Linked DNA regions of Hordeum vulgare: region 1 is linked to region 2. The links are chromatin contacts, called in public Hi-C maps. All regions are on one chromosome and are shown on one strand. Each heading gives the region's core, a stretch centred on a gene start, on an enhancer-like site or on the middle of the called end of the contact. The rest is flanking DNA. Distances are from core to core; before and after follow the strand shown. Region 1 holds the start of LOC123399386. Region 2 holds the start of LOC123399376.

The links. Hi-C and Micro-C count contacts between places; a contact is called where the count stands out from the background.
Region 1: a contact with region 2 is called in a Hi-C map of seedling, with 4 times the contacts expected there. The contact joins the promoter of LOC123399386 here to the promoter of LOC123399376 in region 2. A contact is called at or near these places in 2 of 6 Hi-C or Micro-C datasets (leaf and seedling).

What each region holds. Positions count from the first base shown.
Region 1 is chr5H:477,712,263-477,719,737 of MorexV3_pseudomolecules_assembly, reverse strand. It overlaps LOC123399386, which reads right to left and starts at 4,507. Exons shown (of 4, transcript XM_045093800.1): 1 at 3,847-4,507; 2 at 2,267-2,550; 3 at 1,906-2,133; 4 at 1,090-1,787. The coding sequence starts at 4,255. The coding sequence ends at 1,338. It overlaps LOC123399385 (IRK-interacting protein-like), which reads left to right. Exons shown (of 2, transcript XM_045093799.1): 2 at 1-1,132. The coding sequence ends at 915.
Region 2 is chr5H:477,495,422-477,502,818 of MorexV3_pseudomolecules_assembly, reverse strand. LOC123399376 reads right to left here and starts at 5,598. Exons shown (of 7, transcript XM_045093791.1): 1 at 5,372-5,598; 2 at 4,119-4,643; 3 at 3,898-4,019; 4 at 3,740-3,780; 5 at 3,553-3,651; 6 at 2,874-3,071; 7 at 2,430-2,669. The coding sequence starts at 5,576. The coding sequence ends at 2,900.

The sequences.
Region 1 (7,475 bases), core at 3,258-5,757, 220 kb before region 2:
GAAGACGCCGCCGAGATGAGGTCGTCGCTGGGCGAGCTGACCACCAAGATGATGAGCCTGGAAGCCTACTGCTCGGAGCTCAAGAAGGCCCTGAGGCAAGCGACGGATCACAACGGCGGCACGGACACGCAGTCCCACTCGCGGCGGTCGTCGTCGAGGTCGATCGGGGCGAGCCGAGAGCTGCCCGGCGACGGCATGCCGGTGAGCCACGAGGCCATGGTGGAAGGCTTCCTGCAGATCGCGTCCGAGGCCCGGCTCTCGGTGAAGCAGCTCTGCAAGGCGCTCATCCAGCAGGTGGAGGAGCCCGACAACGGGCTGTCAGACAAGCTGAACCTGCTGCTCCAGCCGCACCAGCTCGCCATCGCCGGCCGGCACTGCTCCAAGGCCGTGCTCTACCACCTGGAGGCGATCATGAACCAGACGCTGTACCAGGAATTCGAGAACCCCAGCTTCCAGCGGAACGGCGCGGCGAGGCACCTGGACCCCGGGCAGGACCGGCGGGAGAGCTTCGCGTCCTTCGTGGCGCTGCGCAACCTGAGCTGGAGCGAGGTGCTGCGGAAGGGCACCAGGTACTACAGCGAGGACCTCAGCCGGTTCTGCGACCAGAAGATGAGCTGCGTGGTGGCCGCGCTCAGCTGGTCGTGGCCGTGGCCGGAGCAGCTGCTGCAGTGCTTCTTCGTCGCCACCAAGTGCGTCTGGCTGCTCCACCTGCTAGCCTTCTCCTTCGCGCCGCCGCTGCCCATCCTGCGGGTCGACGATGGCCGGGCGTTCGACCAGGCGTACATGGAGGACATCCTACCGGACAGACGGCAGACTCAGGATCTGCTTCCGCTGAGGGTGAAGATCATGGTGATGCCGGGGTTCTATGTCCAAGATCGAGTGCTCAAGTGCAAGGTCCTCACAACTCACAGCTAGACCAGTAGCATACCTGTCTATCATGTTCATTTTATGTCTACTGTCTGTCATGTTCATTTTGTGAGCTTTTTTAACTGATGGCTAGCTAGTGTGGTGTGTGGGTAACTTAATGTCAGTATGTTGATTCATCCTATGTTTGTCAGTAAATTCAGAGTAGGCAATTGAGCACCCGAGTACAATGAAACGAGTAATATATATTCCTCCATCGTTTATGCCATGATGAACGAAAACTATGTATCACAACATGATGTTCAGGTGCTATGGAAGCACCTCCCCTGATTACTTCAGAAACCTACAATGGTTCTGAACACTACTTCTCTAGGACAAACTGAGCAAGGCTCCCTAGAGAACTAGAGAAGATGAAGGCATTACATGCGCACATCAGGAAAACTGAGATCATAGTACCCAGCTGAAAACCAAGATCACACCCAGTTGCTGACCGGAGAATCGTCGAGCCGAAACGACGGATCCAACACGAAGTCTTCCTCAGCATCTACTCTATGTTCAGGGCTGTCGATGATGCTTAAGGGCACCTGAGGAGGCAGCGACAGCGGGAAGGGCATTTTCGGAGAAAGAACGACGCTCTGCGCGACACCGACGGGCTTCTCCCACATGAGCAGGTGTAGCTGGATAGGCTGCAGCGCGAGGCGGTGCAGGGAGAGCTTCTGGCTGAGGGAGATGGTGTCGAAGCAACGGACCGCGCCTGAACTGGAGATCATCCATGGGAGGACCTTCTCGTTGGACACCCTTGATATGATCAGCAGTTTGGATGCCACTTTCGCCCGGTTGAACAGATCGCGGAGCCCCGACCGCGTCGATGGCGCCTCGCTGTCCTCGTCGTCGTCGACCACCGATGATATGTAGATGAAACCCTGGATGAGACATAAAATGCCGCGCTAGGTTAGATGGATGTTTCTGAATGTTGAAGTGCGTCATTGACTGAATGTCACTGAATTTTCATTCGACAAGGAGTGGAAACTGGAAATGAACCTCTTCGGTGCGGCTGACGGCGAATCCTAGCCTGGTGTCACCTTCCTGAAGCTGGATCTCCAGCGGCATTTCTCCCGCCGTGGAGCTGTACCAAAGCCGGGCCGCCTTCACCACGCCGATGTCCACCCCGTGGTAATCCTCGAAACCGTAGAGCGTCGCGTTCACGAGGTTCGACATGTCGGACAAGGACCCGGAGTTGACGGTCGCAGACGCCGTCTCCCCAGATATCTGAGCATTTGAGTTGAGGGTGTGAAGATGAAATCACTATCCGAGCAAACTGAACCTTGACTGGCTATTATCAGGTGCAAACCAACTGAAAGGTCTCAAAGTCTGTTTCAGCATAAGGAACTTCTGAAGTCACCTTGGTGAGAAGAGCTTCGCTCTGCAGGTTCATGAACTCGATGGGGATCCCCGAGTCCTGCGACGAGTAAAGCCATGTGTTGGCGCGAGCCAACGTGTCCTCGAAGGACTCGTACCGGCACGCGTTCAGGTCCAGCGCCTTGGGGAGGACGAGCATGGAGAGGAAGCAGCTCGAGTTGGGCGTGCGCAGCGAGTCGCGCATCTTCTTGTCCCATGGATACATGACGTACCCGTCCTGGAGCTGCGCCCGGCTCAGCGCCGATGCCACCCTTGTGCCTCTTGTGCCTTTTGCCAATGGAGAAGACACATGTTTTACATATCAAGGTCATCACAAATTCACAATAACGCATGCTTAATGTACCGTGTGCAAGATATATATCGTTTGCGAAAGGAAGCATCAATCAAGTATTCAGAAGCACTGCCAAAGGGTTTTCTGAAAGAAGAGAACTTGCATGATTTCGCCGTAAAATGAACAGCTAGAAATCGTGAGGATAAGTAGACATTAAACAGTCGCAATTACTCCCTTCGTTTCTAGATATAAGTCTTTTTTCGAGATTTCACTACAAACTATATACGGATGTATATAGACATACTCTAAAGTGTTGATTCAATCATTTTACTCCGTATGTAGTAGTTCGTAGTAAAATCTTTATAAAGACTTATATTTAGAAACGAAGTGAATAGTAAGCATCAACCTGTAGATAGTTTATTTATTTATTGTTTGCGAGAAACTGCTAGGCGGATGTTAAGTCATACTCCGACATGGTCAGACTCAGACCATACCAACTGCAAAGGACCCCGATTAACTTGCCAGGAAGCCACAAACGATGGCTGTTTACAAGGACCACCACGTCGTCAACAGTCGACCATGACATATTCCCCAGCGAAGACAAGAAAACGAGTGAAACGCACGAGGAATTGACCACCACCTACATAGACAGATGGCCAATTTCTTTATTGTCAGACCAATTTCCTTACATGTTTCAGCAACGTCTTCCCGTTCTCCCTAATTTATTATCTTCTCATTCCACTTTGCTTCCTTTGTTTTCTGTTTATGTTGCTATCATCAGTTCTAGTTAGTGACAGTTAATGCACATTAGTTTTCTAGCATTGTGCAAGAACGAATGTGAATATGAAATGCAGGATATTTGCCTTGCAACAATGCTGCTGAAAGATCAGCCAATCAGGATATTCCCAATCTAGTCTGAACCCCAGACTTGACAGCAAGCTTGTCTTTTCGCAACTGACGTGGAGTGGAACACATAGGCAACGCGTACGTGCTGAAAGCCAGCCCGTATCGAATCTATCTGGCTGATACTCCTCTATGTTTTTCTTACTGGCGCTCGTGCTGAGATATCCACGCACGCATACGACTCTGACATGGAGAATTGACAGCAAATTTATCCAGTTCATACATAATTCAGTACTGGTGGTAGATATCACTGTCAGATCACGCAATTTCAGTCCATGATTGATGATTCAGCAGGAAGAAGAACAGATGGGAATGAAAATTGAGGGATGGCTCTTGGGGGTGAGGAAGAGCCGGGTGTGTGATCGAGTTGATCTGGTTAGTGATTTTACCTTGGAGGACGAGGCACTCGCTCTCGAGGCGATCGCCGAAGCCGAGCACGTAGTTGGGGTCGTGGAGGGAGCGGAGCACGTACTGCTTCCGGGCGCTGGCGCCGCCGGGGTGCGGCAGGACGCAGGCCTGCAGGTGCTTGCCGCCGCGGACGCGGACCTCGACGGAGGTGTCGCCGCGCTTGAACGCCTTGTGGAGGGCCTTGTGCAGCCCGGCGCGGCCGCCCTTGAAGGGCGCGTCTAGGGACGCCGCGCCGGAGCCCAGCCCGACCCGGACCGACTCCACCACGTCGCCCTCCTGCACCACGGCGCCCCCGCCGCCCCACTCCTCCGCCTTGGAGCTCCCCGCCACGCACTCCAGCACCACCACCACCGCCGCCTCCCGCTTCCGCCTCCCCTCCTCCTGCTCCATGGCCCGCTTGTCCCCCCCGGAAGCGGTCACCACGCGCGCGCTGCCCGCTTTGTGCCGGCGCCGGCGGGCAAGCTAGTGGTGCGGGCGGCAGGGGGAGCAGTCACGTGCCGCCCGTGAGGCGCGCGGGGAAGGGAGTGGACCAGGAGATGGAGACGGGCAGGGAGCCTTGGCCTGGGACGACGCCGGAGAGCGGCCGGCGCGCTCGCTCCTCGTGCGCGTGCGCGTGCGCTTGCCAAGCCGGCAGTGTGTACGTGCGCGGCGAGAGAGGGTTCCCATTTAACGAGAGGGGGACACGACGGGTGACGGGGTGACCGGGTGAGGTCGCCGTCATGGCGGCACGCGGTGGGCGAAGCCGACCAATCGCGTCGCATCAGGTGCGCTCGCGCGGCCGCGACGCTGCGGAGCGGGCTCCCCGCCGGCAGCTGGCGTGCTACCGCGTGGACCGGAGTGGCTGGCCGCCTCGTTGGTTTAGCCGTCGACCGACGGGTTTGGATTTCGGAGTCGTGTCAACCTCCCCGTGCAGTGTCGTGCCGTGTCTGTTGAAACCATCTCGTGCTGTGCCGGCCGATCGGCGCAAACACACACGTCACAAAATGAACCTACTCGCAGAAAGTCTGAATAAGGATAGAGTTCCCGGAAATTAGTAGTTCAGCTCGGTTATGTATTGAAGAAAAAACTAGGGTCCCGATATTCATCACACGTGTGGCATATTAGACATTCGTTCACATACGATGCATGGCGTATGCAAAAGACAGTTCACATGATCATGTATGGGCGAATAGTAGAACCGCCCACACGTGTGGGCACACCTACTTCGTATCACATGCTAACATTTTAGTTACTCCGTGAATGACAACTCTAGTTATCCGGGCTGACAACTGCAGTTGTAAAAACATGATAATTCTTTCTGTTTTGGTTAACTATAGTTACCCCCGGATGAAATTTTAGTTACCCAGGGATAGTTGTCATGTGTGTTTACCTAGTTATCAATATGGTCCAACCATAGTGGTCATGTATGGTTAATCGTTGCTGCCATGTGTGTTTACCTGGTTGTCACGTACGTACAGCTACAGTTGTCATCTAGCAATGAATCATAATTGTCATGTGTGTTTACGTAGTTGTCACGTAAGCGCAACTCCAATTGTCATCTGACAACATACGCGCTCGTGTGAGCGAAGGACAGTTCGCCCACACATGCATGGACTAAATGGTGACTGTGTGGGCATAAATTGGTTCGCTCACACAGCGCAGCTGGCAACCGCATGTTGTGGATCGTGTGAACGAATTCTCCAACGTCCACACATACGATGATGCCTACGTTGTATTGAAATTTCAACAATTTTTTTTAAGATTTGTGCAAAATAGAATTAACATGAATAGATGTGTATGGACGAAATGCAAACAGCCATATATGTGGACATTATCATTTTCCAAAAACTAATATAAAATCAGACCTTAAACCATTTCTAGTCGATTCCTAACAGGCCATAAAGGAGTAAAAATTTCGGTTTACTTTCTTACGATGGACCGAGGCGATCCTAAAAATGTTAAGGGAGTAATTTTTTTTACTCCAACTTCCTATTGTTGGCATTAGATTTTGAAACGAGGAAAAATATTATTAACATGGATTCAAATTAAGAAGTCCTCTACATGAAAAAGTTTCATAGTATTGACATAAAAATATCTTTGAAGTTTGGGCCATCGTTGTCCGATCTCCTTTGAAAGGCCGAAACTATGCTCAAAGTACTGATATTTCATATTCAGAGTACTATTCGATCGATTAATCCCCCAAGACAATCTTCTATGAGAAAATGTTCGACATGGGTTGTCTTCGTCTCATTGAAACGATCGGTTTTGATATAAAAATCATCTCAATCCGAGATCGTATGCAAAAGGTAGAGCCATCGGAGTGTGGCCCTACCACGAGCCAAAAAGTGACGCGAGTCTGGTAGGTAGCGTCCTGACTGTTTGTTTTGCATGAGCGTTTCGGTCCACAAGACATCTTTGAATCGAAAAATGTTCAACATGAAAATTGTTCATCTCGTCAAAATTGTTAAGTTTTATATTGGGCTCATCTTCATCCGAGGTCTTTTTCAGCCTATGAGACCCAAAAACCAAACTGTTGTCTTAGACTTACCTAAATTCGAGTTCGGTTAATTTTGGAAATATTTGGACGGGATTTGGAGTCCTTTTCTTATACGGGAAGTCCAGCCGCCTCATAAATAGATGAGAGGTGACAATCGATTGAACAACACCAATCGAACAAATCAATCTATACTACTTTTTCATGTTCATCTACTTTTTTATCCCCCTTGTATCTTCTTCTCATTCTTCATCGTTCTTCAATATTGGAGGGCAGCGAATCCACGAGGTCCTAGGGGCGCTCAGGCCGACCTAGGGCAGCCCATAGCCACTACGCACCCTGATGGAGTCCCTCTCGGACAGGTGGGGTTTCGGGTCCTCAAAAGCGATCGTCAGATTGCTTGCGTACCACGCTTCCAGATGGGTCTCCTTCGACGTGAGTTGCGGTGCATGACCCCTGGTGTCGAGGGTACACGTTGATGTGTTTGTGTGCGGACACACTTTTTGGTGACTCCGCTCGGGAACGAAGCTTCCAACAGTCTCCAGCATGTTCTTGCTACGAGGAAAGCGTCATCAAGCGGCTGAAATTTACGAGGTAACATGTATTATCAATCCCCTTACATAGATGCAAATAGCCATCATGTTGGTGTTGCTAGATCTTTCAACGGACATGTCATGTCGGCTAGCCCTAACAAGCAAACGTCGACTAGTTATTCCATTGGAGAAGCTTGGAATTTACATAATTGTGACATGCAACTTATGGATCCGAACTTTCGTGCATCGGCAACACCTTTCAATATGCAGGTGAACAACACGTGAGTTCGAATGCTCAATATAGGACGCCTCGTATACAAGAGTGTCTCTTATAGTTTTATCCATCGGCAGCTGACTCACAATATGTGGGTTTATCCCCAAACATGTCGATGGATGGGAGAATCATCCATGCTCCCGTTAGCTAGTTGGCCAATTATCCTTAGTCATCATATACTATACCTCATGAGATTAATTGTTTAGCGACATATGCAACTAAAAATATGCATGACTCTGCCTTCCTTTGTGGTTATGGCCGAGTGAATGGAGATGCTACAAGACCATTTGTGCCTAATATTGCAGGAGATGAGGTGGCTCTGGCTGCATT
Region 2 (7,397 bases), core at 4,349-6,848:
CTTTTGTTGTGGATCCATGTTATTCCATTGAGTACGGTTGATTGTATGCGCTCATGGGATTGGTTTCACAGGAGTGGTCTTTAGTGCTACCTATCTGCATGATCTCACTTCTAAAATTAGACATTACAACACGAGGCACTTGTATGAATGATGATATGTCTTTTGATGGGAACGGTTAAAACACTGCGCATGCGGTAAGAAAGAGCTCCAATTTTAATGGGTCGATGGACAACGAAAACTTTGGCATGCTCTTTTTATGGTTGGCACCTTCTCCCCAAACTTGTTTATGTGTGCGAAATTTCATACATGTTTTCATGATATGTAAATTATTAAAACAATAGACCTTTTGTGGGGAAGAGCCGGAATTGTAGGTTGAACAAATAAAACTTTGTTATGCTACCTGTCACAATTGGAGCCTTGCCCTCACAATGATATGATAGGCTGAAACTGACACGGAGGATGATGAAGAGCAATGTCCTCCGTCGTGGAGAAGATCCAAGGGTAACATGTGGCAAAAGATTTGAGCACATGCCCGGTTTTACTTGTCCACTTTGATCTTCATCATCAAAATGGAGAAACATATGGTGAAATATTTGATCCAAGCGTAACAAATTTCGCCGCATGTTACCCTTGTATCTTCTCCACATAGATGACATTGTTCTTCATCGTCCTCCATGTAAATTTTAGCCTATCATATCATTGTGCGGGGAAGTCTCGGGCCCACATTCCATTGAGACAAGGCATGGCAAGTGATCAAACCACGAAGTAAAACGGGGCCATGACCAAATCCCAAATAGGAGGCATAAAGGATAGGGAAACGTTTCCCTTCGGAGCCCCGGCGGAAGCAACGCGTCGGTCACTCGCTGCCCACACGACCCGCGCGTATGGCCATGCAACATTTTTCCCCTGTGGTGATCGTTTAAACTTGCTACAACCGGTGTCCAAATTTGCTACGTTTGTCCACTAAAAAAGTTGCATATACGTTTGGTTGCAACCTCAGTTCGTCGGTTTTTTTGTTACAATCGATTTTTTTTGCTACAACCGTGTTAATTTTTGCTACAATTAGTATCTTTTTTGCTGCAACCGTTCACTAAAAAGTTGCATACACGTTCGTCAGAGTTGCAGCCCGAGTTCACCAGATTGTTTTGCTACAACCCTTATTTTGTTTTGCTACCACGCATCAGCTTCGTTTTTTTGTTACGACCACGTTGATATTTTTTGCTACAACTATATTTTTGTTGCAAGCGTGGACGAAAATTACTGCATTCTGGACGAAATTTGTTGCTTAATAAAATTTTGCTGAATGAAGATCTAACGGTGCGGCCCGCGCGGCCGGCCGAAAGTTTTGACCGACGCGCCAACGCAGAGCACTGCCTAGGATATGACACGTTTGGATGCAGAGGGCGCTCTGATCTGGCACATGAACATGCACACGTTACTTGCGACTCCGCTCAGCTCATGATGTAGGGCGAAATCGCAACACAGATGCAAGGAGAAGCTAATTCCTACCCAGAGATCAAGCAAAAGCATGTACAGAAGATATGCAATGCAGTGTAGTCACGGAGAGAAATTACGCAGAGAAGGTATATGAACTGAAATTACGTGTAACTGACTGAATGAATGGACCAAATCCAACACAAATGTCACGCAGAGATGTCAGTGCGCAGCACCCTGATCAAGGCCGATCACCACGGTCACCACCGCTGCGATCGGCATTGCCATCCTCGGCGACAACGAGGGCGGGCGGAGCCCTCAGAACTCGCCACGCTCACGTCTGTACTCCTCCAGGCCCAGCAACGACAATGCCTCCATGAAAGTGGGTAGGCGGTCATTGAACAGCAGGGAGGTGCCCATGACCCGGAGCCTGGGGGTCACCCCGCGGAGCAGCTGCAGGGCCAGCGCGGTGTCGGAGACGGGCTCGCCGCCGGCGTCGACGACGGCGCGGGCCAGGGCCTCGAGGCGGCAGCCATAGGCGTACACGGACATGTCCCCCTGCGCGGCGACGCGGAGCTCCAGGGCCGGGTCGAACGCGTCCTCGTCGTCGAACAAGAAGCGCAGCTGGGCCCAGACCTGGCGGGCGGTGCCGTGGGCGGCCATGACCTCGTCCAGCAGCTCGTCGGAGATGGTGGTGTAGATCCAGAGGGCGACGGTGACGTCCACGCGCATCCACTCCTCGTCACCGTCGTGCGTGGGGTGGGCCTGCTCCTCGACGTGGTCGCCGGCGCCGAACTCGGCGAGCGCGGAGAGCATGGCGTCCCTCCACTCGGCGTAGTTGTCGGCGTCGAAGTCTAGCTTGGAGGGGACGCGGGTGAGGATGTCCGCTTTGTGGATGGATAAGGGCGCCGGCGGAGAAGCCTCGCCGGACGAGGATGCGTCCAGAGCGCCCTGGCCGGCGGCGGGCATCGTGTCGAGGTCAGAGGCGGCGCTCATGGTGGATGGGCCGGGAGGAAAGATTACTCAGATCCAGAATTATCTGCCTGATTCATCGATCAGGTTGTGTACGTGCGTCTTTTATAGAAGGAAATAGATGGACAAGATTTGGCTAAGTACACATCTGAATCTGGACGTTTGCATGCGATGCATGCAGCGGAGGAAGCGGCCGTGGGTTGTTGAGATCCGCTGGGCTGGCGTGATCCGGACTTTCTTGCAGCGCTCAGGTACTCGGCTACCTGCGACGAACCTGTCAACTGTCAAGCGCTGGTATCTGCCAAGAAGATCAAATGATAGCGAGTACATTTTCTCTAAAAAAATGATACTACGTAGTACTACAAGATAAATCATTCACATAGGTGAATGGAAGAAGCTCAATGATTCTGAGACAGAAAATGTAGGAGTATTTGGCAAGCACAGAAAGTATAGGACAAGAACTTAACTATCTGGTTTCTGAGCTCCAAATGTTTTACAGTTTTGACCTGGGTTCAGCGTTTCCTGGTATATGCAGCGCTTCATAATGGCCACAGCCATGATAGAGGACTCGGATTGGGTCTTCCTTCCCGTACTCCTGGCCATACTCTGCGATCGCTATCAAACCGCCCGCTGCTTCTTCGCGCATATAAACAGTGATCGGCATCCTGAAACACAACGATGATTGATATTCTTACTGCCTTTGTACCTCAATGTTGCAAAGGGGCGAATTTAAAAACAAAACCTACAAAAGAGCTATCTTTGTTGGACTACAGTAATAGATTCTCATCGACGTGGCAATTGGAACATTCCTCGTTATTTTTCTATATAATAATGGGGTGAAGACAGAAAACCACAATCGCAGCACCTTGAGGTGCGTATATACTAGGAAACCAAATATTAGAAGAAGAAACAAGGTCAAGGGGGAGTAGCCTTAAACGTCAGACACTCAGACTTAAATATTGTGCTACATCAGTATCACTGACTTGTGACGCGCGGCTAAGGTAAAAGTGAAACAACTTACTGTAAGTGCTCAATTAGGATCATGCAGTGATAAATAGCAAACAGTTTGAAAACATTCTGATATCCTGGCTAATAGTACTCATCTTTTAAAGCCTATCTCAACAGAAAAATAGTCAAATTACTCACTGAAGAACATGAGAAGCCATGAGCAATTCTGGCTCTCCTCCCCACACATGTGGCTTCCTAATCTGAGAGACATATGTATCGAAATTGCCCTCAATAAACCTGCAAATTGATGTTACAACAAAGGGTAAGCATACGTGTAGCACAACATTGCTGTGAAGAAAGAACAACAGCAGGATAAGGAACTAACCATTCAGTCTCTGTCCGTCTCTTGATAAACTCATCAGCAACCTAACAATAGAAAAGTTATCTACAAATTTCAGACATGACTAAGCAAGAAAAAATATCTTCAGTGTTGAGAACAATATTCATCAAAAGTATGACATCAGCTTTACATTATAAACATACCAATGTTCTTAAATCATCAGCGAGCTTTCTCTGAAGATTCTCATTAGGTATGGGTTTCCCTGACCTAATGCACTCACCATGAGCCACAGAACGAAACAAGCATCTACCGTCCCCAGGAATGCCTGCGGGTCTCGTGTGAGATAGTCACAAAGTGATTTTATGCTTTGACTACGTGCATATAAGCATAATATATATAGAAGCAAAATGTTCCACACACTCACCAGTGACAGAATACTCTGTGTAAACTTTCTTCCCATGAGCACAACTAGTGGATGTTTTGGAATCAATGTCATTATCCACCGGACCCTCAGCATTTGCTATCCCAGAAACTGCGAAACTCAAGAAAAGTGCAGTGCATGTACCTCCTATTTTTTGTGCTGAACTTCTGGTTGTTCGCGAGTTCCAGCTAATACTAGAAAACTTGCGATGTGAGGTCATGTCAAGCTTAGCATGTAGGATACGATCTCTCGCTGATAATCCATGTTTAGACTGTTGCTCCAAGCAGGCAAAGCATGCCCCATTTTGCAGACGAGATGATGTTGTGCTCTTAGGAGAAAGACTAACTAACCCCATTTTTGTGTGATAACTGACTGCATGTGAGCGAGAATGCTTCCAGAAGGCCATGCTCTGTGACAATCCTCCTAGTAACTGACCAGGCTGAGAATACATGGTATAAGTGCAGCGTTGCAAACATATAGCGGGCGTGTAACGCAGCAGCATCCGCTTCCAGTGGCACCAAGTATAAACTGAAAAACATGGTCAGAGGACCAGGTAAGAATTAGTGGAACATGGGACAATTGATTTCATCTCAAATAAAAACAAGACAGCACACTGAAGTAGATGCATCATGTGACAGTAGCATCACTTTAAGATGACCAACACATGTTGCAGAAGAGCTATAGATTGTATATATAAGTATGCAATTTTGCTATGAGAAAATACTCTGCCAGGCCAGGAGATTGAGAGCATAGAGCCTGATGAACAAATCGACCTTTAGCAAATTGGCATCACTCCTTTTGGCTTTGACGACAAAATAACAGGAAGAAAGGTCCCTGTCTGAATATATGAAATTACTAGTTCGAACATACTGAGCACACACTTGACAGAGTATGCTATAACGAAACTGCATACAAGCTAAACCTGTGGACTTCCCAGAATGTGCTACTACAACAACTGAATTCCCCTCACAAACCATGAACATTTCAAGCACGAGCAGCAAACTGGTCAGCAGAAAACCGAGCTGTTAGTGCTACCACGGATCCCTGTAGACAGCAGATAAGGCCACCTCGCCAGTAGACACACTGGACTTGAGCACTCAAAAGATCACAGCAAGGCAGCACCGGAGGCCATGGGCAATCTACGCTTCATACTATCAAGTTCCTGTGCACCTACTATAGTGGAGCGAAGGTGGTACAGATTACTAGTATTTCGGAGCAGCCCGGATTAGACACCGGAGAGAACGGGGGATTCGCACCTTCAGACTTGGGTCTCCGGATCGAGCCAATCCGGCGGGGGGCGGGGAGATGCGAGGATGGGGCGGGGACGTGGGTAGCAGGGAGGCCGGAGATGCTCAGGCTCCGCAGAGGCAGGAAGAGGCGGAGGGGATTGGGGTCTACTCTCGCCGGATGGAGCCGAGGAGGCGACGATGGCTGTGGCCCGTGGGCTCTTGACGGGCGCATGGCGAATGGCCCGTTCGTGCGAGTTTTCATTGCCGTTATACAATAGTGGCCCACAGTGTACGTAAATAGGAGCTTTGTAGGGTTTTGGACTTTGGCTTACAACCCCTTTTTTTAGCAAATGAGCGCTGCGTCGGAAGAATTTCAAGACCATTTGAAATGGGATAAGAGCATGTCACTTGACGCTCTCTCAGATTCCACCATGAATCTCCCTCCGTTCCATAATTCTTGTCGTTGTTTTAGTTTAAATTTGAACTGAAAAATGACAAGAATTATGGGACGGAGGGAGTATTTTAAAGGATTTTTTAGAAAAATTTAATTTCCATAGATTTTTTTTTGGTTTTTGGTTATCATCAGTCTTTATTCGCTTTTTGATTTTTTTTAAATTAAAATTTTGTGTGAAAAATGCATTTTTCATCCGTAAAAGGCACGTCCATGCTTTTTGGAAATGTTTTTTTTTTGTGAGAGCAGGGTCGTGTCTATAGAAAATGAAAAAATACGGTTTTTTCCTTTGTGAGAGGTATCGTTTTGCTTCCGCAAACCTCGGAACCAAAAAAAACGTGTTTTTTCTTCCGCGTGATCTTGAAAACGAAAAAACATGTTCTTTTGCTTTAGAGAGGCACGATCGTGCCTCTCTTAAACGAGAAAAATGTGTTCTTTTTTTCTTTCTTAAGAGGCACGGGTTTAGGTTTCATGGAGGCATGAATTTACTTCCACAAGACGCACATTCATGACTCTTTCGGAAATGAAAAAAACGTGCTTTTGGTTCGGATTTTTTGTCTAGTTTTTTCTATAAAAACAAAATTCATCAAAACATATCAACATAGGATGTAGTTTTAAAGATTTTGATATGAGGAATGCAACGACGAAACGGTTTGAGATTTGTATGCACGATTTAAGAGATAAAACAATCTAAATAAATGTATCTCCGATTTTTTTTGGAAAACTCGCAGGTTGTGACAACTGACGCACATGCAGTGTGTCACTTGTCATAACCTGGAAGGTGAGAGTTTTTGTTAGGGATACTGGGGAGGTAAGAATGACCTTTACAAATAATGCTTCTTAATTATTGAGTTCGGATGACGGGCTTTCATGATATTTTAAATTTTTTTAGTCTTCACAATATTTTAATGGATGGGACCTGTTTTGAGTAAACTTGCTGACGGGCTACGGCCCGCATAGTTTCTGGTTGCTCCCAAAGGCAACCCAACTACATGGGCCTGCATACTCAAAGAAAAAAATACACGGGCTTTGCTGTTAGATAGATAGAGCGAGCGAGAAGCCCTAGAAAAGGGAAGAAAAATAGAGCGAGCAAGCAAGGCCGCCGCCGACCCGAGGAGCTATCGCCGCCGTCGTACCATGGGGCTGCTGGCGCTCCATCGCCTCATGTCCGTGCGGCAGGACCGGTACACCTGATCCCGTCGTGGTAAGCTGCCGCCTCTCGCCCCCCCCCCCCCCCCCCCCCGTCGCGGTCCGCTCTGATCTTGTGCAAACACGTCCTTGTTCGAGATGGTACTGCTGAACCTGCGTGGCATGAGACCTGGGTTTTTCCTTGTCAACTCGTGTCAATGTCTGCACTATCCATGACATGTTAGACCCAGCTAGTCTAGGAACATATTCAGAGAGGAGCAGAGTGCATCGATGGTATTTTCATGGGCAAATTGCCGAAGGTAGCTTACAGGAGGAGGCACCTAAGCCGACCAGGAACACTGGCGGCGCAGAGTGGGAAACCCTAGAAATATCACATGAGCTCCACAAGCTGAGAATCATGGCTTTATAGCCAAACAAACGCATTAAAAATGATAAAGCATGGTAAGAAAGGTG